Linked DNA regions of Sus scrofa: region 1 is linked to region 2. Evidence: chromatin contacts called from public promoter capture Hi-C data. All regions are on one chromosome and are shown on one strand. Each heading gives the region's core, a stretch centred on a gene start, on an enhancer-like site or on the middle of the called end of the contact. The rest is flanking DNA. Distances are from core to core; before and after follow the strand shown. Region 1 holds the start of NEU1 (neuraminidase 1). Region 2 holds the start of VARS (valyl-tRNA synthetase).

The links. Promoter capture Hi-C pulls out the DNA fragments that hold promoters and counts their contacts.
Region 1: a promoter capture Hi-C map of fetal liver shows a contact between it and region 2, with 2.3 times the contacts expected there. The contact joins the promoter of NEU1 here to the promoter of VARS in region 2. A contact is called at or near these places in 2 of 5 promoter capture datasets (fetal liver and fetal skeletal muscle), 21 of 47 Hi-C or Micro-C datasets (adipose tissue, alveolar macrophages, blood and 10 more) and 2 of 2 datasets of contacts at active chromatin or transcription factors (alveolar macrophages and skeletal muscle).

What each region holds. Positions count from the first base shown.
Region 1 is chr7:23,957,304-23,960,003 of Sscrofa11.1, reverse strand. It overlaps NEU1 (neuraminidase 1), which reads left to right and starts at 1,345. Exons shown (of 6, transcript NM_001101822.1): 1 at 1,345-1,646; 2 at 2,060-2,252. The coding sequence starts at 1,485. SLC44A4 (solute carrier family 44 member 4) reads left to right here. Exons shown (of 21, transcript NM_001101818.1): 21 at 825-1,069. The coding sequence ends at 946.
Region 2 is chr7:23,897,896-23,900,595 of Sscrofa11.1, reverse strand. VARS (valyl-tRNA synthetase) reads left to right here and starts at 1,331. Exons shown (of 33, transcript NM_001195378.1): 1 at 1,331-1,916. The coding sequence starts at 1,530. LSM2 (LSM2 homolog, U6 small nuclear RNA and mRNA degradation associated) reads left to right here. Exons shown (of 5, transcript NM_001123136.1): 5 at 1-211.

The DNA of each region.
Region 1 (2,700 bases), core at 96-2,595, 59 kb before region 2:
GGCCAGGTATTTGGGAAGCAGTATGGGAGTGAGCCCCTAGTCTCCTGCGCTCTCCCAAGAAGGAGCATTCCAGGGGAGAGGCCTCTGGCATCTTCCTGCAGAAAATCTAGGGAAGAGAGTTCCTGCTGTGGTACAGCAAGCTAAGGATCTGGTGCTGTCTCTGCGGCAGGGCAGGTTCCATCCCTGGCCCTGTACATTGGGTTAAAGATCCGGCATTGCGAAGCTGTGCCCTAAGCCCTTCTGTATACCACGAATGCGGGGTGGCGGGGGCGGGGGGGGGGAGGAAGAAAGAAAGAAGAAAGAGAGAAAGAAAGAGAGAGAGAGAATGAAAGAAAGAAAGAGAAAGAGAGAGAAAGAAGAGAGAAAGAAAGAAAGGAAAGAAAGAAAGAGAGAGAGAGAGAGAGAGAGAGAGAGAGAGAGAGAGAGAGAGAGAGAGAGAGAGAAAGAAAGATAGATCTAGGGATGAAGTTAGCCACAGCAGACTCCCCAGCAGGTGGCTGTAGAGAGTGAGGATTTTCTCACCCTACTGTATGCATTCATTTGGGATATCTTAAGTACCAGGCTCTCCGCTAAGAAACTGACATGTATCATGTATTTTTTTCCGTTAATCCCTTTCATTCTATGAAACATAGTATTATCGACTCCACTCTACAGATGACCTATTTACATAACCTATTTAGCAGTTTACAAAAATTGCCCCAAAAAACAGCTGGTGGGAATGCAGCCAGGAAACCAGGCAGCTGTCTCTTGGTCCTTGATTTCCACCCCCGGGAATGGGGTTAGCCCCCAACGTTCCGTTCTTATGGGTCTATGTCGCGCCTCAGTGGAAGACCTGGAGAGGAACGACGGCTCCCTGGACCGGCCCTACTACATGTCCAAAGCCCTTCTGAAGATTCTGGGCAAGAAGAACGAGGTGCCCTCGGGAGACAAGAAGAGGAAGAAGTGAGAGACGTAGCCCTGATCCAAAACAGCACCCCGCCTGTACAGCCTCCCAGCCTCATTCCCGCCTTCCAGATGTCGATTTTGTAGTAAAAAGATTAAAAGATTGATATTGTGTTTTCTCAAAAACTCTGGGACTTTTATTTCCTCCAAGACCACACGCTGCCCTCCCCCGCCCACCTGGCTCTTTAAAAGGGGCCCTGCCCCTGTGACGCCCCTACACCCCCACCAGTATCACGGCCAATCAAAAGGCATCTGTGGAGTTATGCCCGCCCCCTTCTTCAATCAAACCAATAGTCTTCCCGTTCGGGTCACGCGCTCCGGGACTTCAAAGAAGGCCCATTGGACAACGTAGAGAGGAGGTGCTGAAGGGTCACGTGAGGAGTTACGCGAGGGCCAATTAAAGTCGCGGTAGCTCGGCTGGGGGCCCTGACTTGCTGTGGATTTGAGGGTGACATCTGAGCATTTAAAGGGCTGGGGTCAACTGAGCGACTCAAGCCCGCGTCTAATCGTGGAGCCAGGGTCGCGGCCGCCGCGGGGGAGAGATGACTGCGGAGCGACCCGGCGCAGTGCCCCTGGGCAGACCCGGGAGACCGCCTATGCTGGGATTAGGGGAAGCCTATAGGGCCCAGGTATTTGCCTCGATCTTCCTGCTGCTGTTGTCTCCGGCAGGAGTCGGAGCCAGGGCAAAGAACGACTTCAGTCTGGTGAGTTAACCCTCGCATGGCCCCATCCCCAACCACGCAGGCGGTCGGTCTGTGTCAGGTTGTACGCCCGGGACGCAGGCTGCTAAGCCCCCTCTCCTTTCCCAATCCCTGCCCCTCTCTGGGTTCCTCGTCCTCTTTCCTTCTGAGGCTCCTCATTCGAGCTCCTTCCCCTTTTGAGGTTTCCCTATCCCAGAGGGCTTCTTCTCCCCTCGTAGTCCCTTACGCTGCCTAGAGACTCCAGCTTCGCTACAAACTCTCCTCAGGGTTCCCCTTCCTTGTTCTGGGAAACCTGCTCCCACTTGGGGTCCCTACCACCCTACCTTTCCCAGGGGAACCTGCGTCTGAGTTGCTATTCATTCACCCTAAAGCCCAAGTCACATTTGTTCAGTTCACCGGAACTCCTCCCTTCACAGGTGCACCCGCTGGTGACCATGGAGCAACTGCTGTGGGTGAGCGGAAAACAGATCGGTTCTGTGGACACCTTCCGCATCCCACTCATCACCACCACTCCTCGAGGCACCCTCCTTGCCTTCGCTGAGGCCAGGAAAATGTCAGCATCGGATAAAGGCGCTAAATTCATTGCTCTGCGGAGATCCATGGACCAGGGTAAAACTATGCCTGGGAGTTCCCACCACCGCTTAGCAGTAATGAACCCGACTAGTAACCATGAGGATGTGGGTTCAGTCCCTGGCCTTGCTCAGTGGGTTCAAGGATCTGACGGTGCTGTGATCTGTGGTGTTGGTTGCAAACCTGGCTTGGATCCCTCATTGCTGTGGCAAAGGCCGGTGGGTGCAGCTCCAATTTGACACCTAGCCTGGCAACTTCCATATGCCGCACGCAGGGGCAGCCCTAAAAAAAAAAAAAAAAGCCTGTGTGGCAAGATGTTGAATGGGTGGGGAGCCTGATTTTCCGTAGAGCCCTGGAGCTGCTGGGTCCCTGAAGACTAGAGGCAACCTAAGAAGGGAAGGTGTCCAGGGCAGTAATGCAGACATTGGGATCTCCAAGGAGTTGAACATTCATCCAAATGTTTATTGAGCACTTACTATATACCTGG
Region 2 (2,700 bases), core at 82-2,581:
ATAATAATGGAGAGCTACTCTCCTGTATTGAGAAGGGGAGGAAAAGGAAGCCCGGGAACTGCGAAGCCTTCCCTATCCCCAGCACCTGCCTTTCTCACTTCTTCCCTGGAGGTGGGAGAATCTCCCAGGTCTTTCTAGGGTAGCATGTGATTCATTCTGGGGATGGAAGGAATCTGTCCCGCATCGGGAATAAAATTTATGATGCAAATTCGAGTTCTGGTTCTGTGTTTTGGGAAGGGGGCTAGAGAGTGGGAAAGGGATGCTGAATTCACCCAGCCCTGTTACTCTCATTACCCAAGCCAAGGCCCCAACCCGTCCTGTCCGTATTGGCTACCACTCTTCCTGATACAAACCGTACCTCAGTTGGACTGCATGCCCCCTACCTATGCAGCCTACCTACCATAGCCTTTTCCTAATACTGTACCTGCGAATGTTTGCTGTCCTTGTATTAAGGTGGAAGCTAATGAGACACCTAAATGCGTTTGATGCTGGATCTAGTGCTTCCCCAATATCTATTGCATATAAATACAAGTGACAACTTTCATTGTGGAGAGTTGTGACTGGGAATTAACTCTAAACTCATTTAGCAAGTAAGAGTTCCCGCCCCAGATGAGGGTTCTCAGGACGAAGGGCCGTTAGAAGCCATCCAATTCGACTCCCTCCTCCCACGTAGAAGGAAATGAGGCTCAAGGAGAAGCTGGACACCAGGACCTCGGCCAAACGGACCCCTACCCACGTTGGCGTCAGGAGCCGCCCTCCGCCGCCGCCGCGTGAAGGCCCGCTGGCACCGCCCTCCCGCCCCGCCCCGCCCCGCCCCCCCCGCCCCACCCCGCCCCGCCCGAGGACCCGTACGGGGTGCCCGCGGCGGCGCCTGACGGGAGTGCGGTTCCCGGCGCGTCCTCCCCGACCCCGTCTCCCGTGCCCGCGGCCCGCACGGTTCCTCGGGAGCGCAGTCTGCGGCGGGCGGCGCACCCCTGGGCCAAGATCGGCCAGGCAGCGCCGGCACACGCAGGCGGGGCACGGGCGCCCGTGCCAGGACCCCGGGGCCCGGAAACGCTCGTAGTCACAAAGGGGGGAACACGTGGGCGCAGATTGCCCGGGCGGCTGTCGCAGGGATCTAGGGTCACCGGGAGGACCGCCCACCATCCCCGCCCGCCGGACGCCTCAGCCCCGGTTGCCAGGCCCGTCTAACTTCGGCCGGCGCCCGGCTATGAGGTGGATGCCCGGCTCTGTGTGACCATCTCCCTCCAGTAGGTACATGTGGCCTGAACCCGCGTCCTACTGGCCGCGGAGAGGCTCTTTCGAGCCTCCCCACGCCCGTAGGGCTCGCGGGCTTGGGGAGTTACCCACTGTCATTGCCACTCCGAGAGCAGGGTCCTCGGATCTTGAGGCCCCATCAGATCCTCAGTTCTGGGGGCCTCGGGAGCCTGAGGTAGGGGAGCTACTCAGGAGCCCCCGGGTCCCTCGGTCTTACTCTGTCCCCTTTTCTCTTAGGGTTTTTCCACCTCGTTCGGACTTCCTGCACAACCATGTCCATCCTCTACGTCTCTCCTCACCCCGATGCCTTCCCCAGCCTCCGAGCCCTCATAGCTGCCCGCTACGGCGAGGCTGGGGAGGGTCCAGGATGGGGAGGAGCCCACCCCCGCGTCTGTCTTCAGCCGCCCCCGGCCAGCAGGACTCCCTTTCCCCCACCCCGCCTGCCCGCCCTGGAGCAGGGGCCCGGTGGGCTCTGGGTGTGGGGAGCCACGGCCGTGGCCCAGCTGCTGTGGCCAGCAGGCCTGGGGGGCCCTGGAGGTAGTCGGGCCGCTGTCCTTGTCCAGCAGTGGGTCAGTTACGCAGACACGGAGCTAATACCAGCTGCCTGTGGGGCAACGCTGCCAGCTTTGGGACTCCGAAGCTCTGCCCAGGACCCCCAGGTGAGAAGAAGCTGAGCGGGGGAGAGGGGCAGGAGGGAATTTCGAAGAGGGCAGTGAGCCAGAAAGATACTATGTCAGAAAAAGACTGGTCACCCCTACTTGCCATCTGGTGTGGCAGACGTGGGCAGCTTTCTTGACCTCCGGGAGCCTTGGTCTTCCTATGCCTATGGAAACGAAAATTGAGGACATGTTGAGAAGATTAAAAGATGTGTCAGAGCACATAATCTGATGCCAGATGCTCTGCCGTTTCTGAGTGAGGGAGGGCTCGATGGATCTGAAACTGATAAGGTTAGACGTTACTGAATTGTAGGAAAAGACTAGGGCCAGGGAAAGAAGTAGAACACCAGGAGACTGGTGCAGAGGCACCAGGCCTGGACTGATGACAGTTGGCTGGGGAGAAATGCAATGAAGAGGAGGGAAAGTAGGGGAAAAGAGAGCAAATCACACAAGATTACAGCCGGAAGTCTTTTCAGAGTGGGTCTGTGCCTTACCGTCCTTATAACACCATCTCCTCACAGAATGTTGAGCACAGGTTCAATATTTAGTACTTTTTGGATTTTTTTGTTTTTGTTTTCTTTTGTCTTTTTGCCTTTTCTAGGGCCTCTCCTGCAGCATATGGAGGTTCCCAGGCTAGGGGTCGAATCGGAGCTGTAGCCACCAGCTTACACCACAGCCACAGCAACTCCGGATCTGAGCTGCATCTGCAACCTACACCACAGCTCACGGCAACACCGGATCCTTAACCCACTGAGCAAGGCCAGGGATCGAACCCGCAACCTCATGG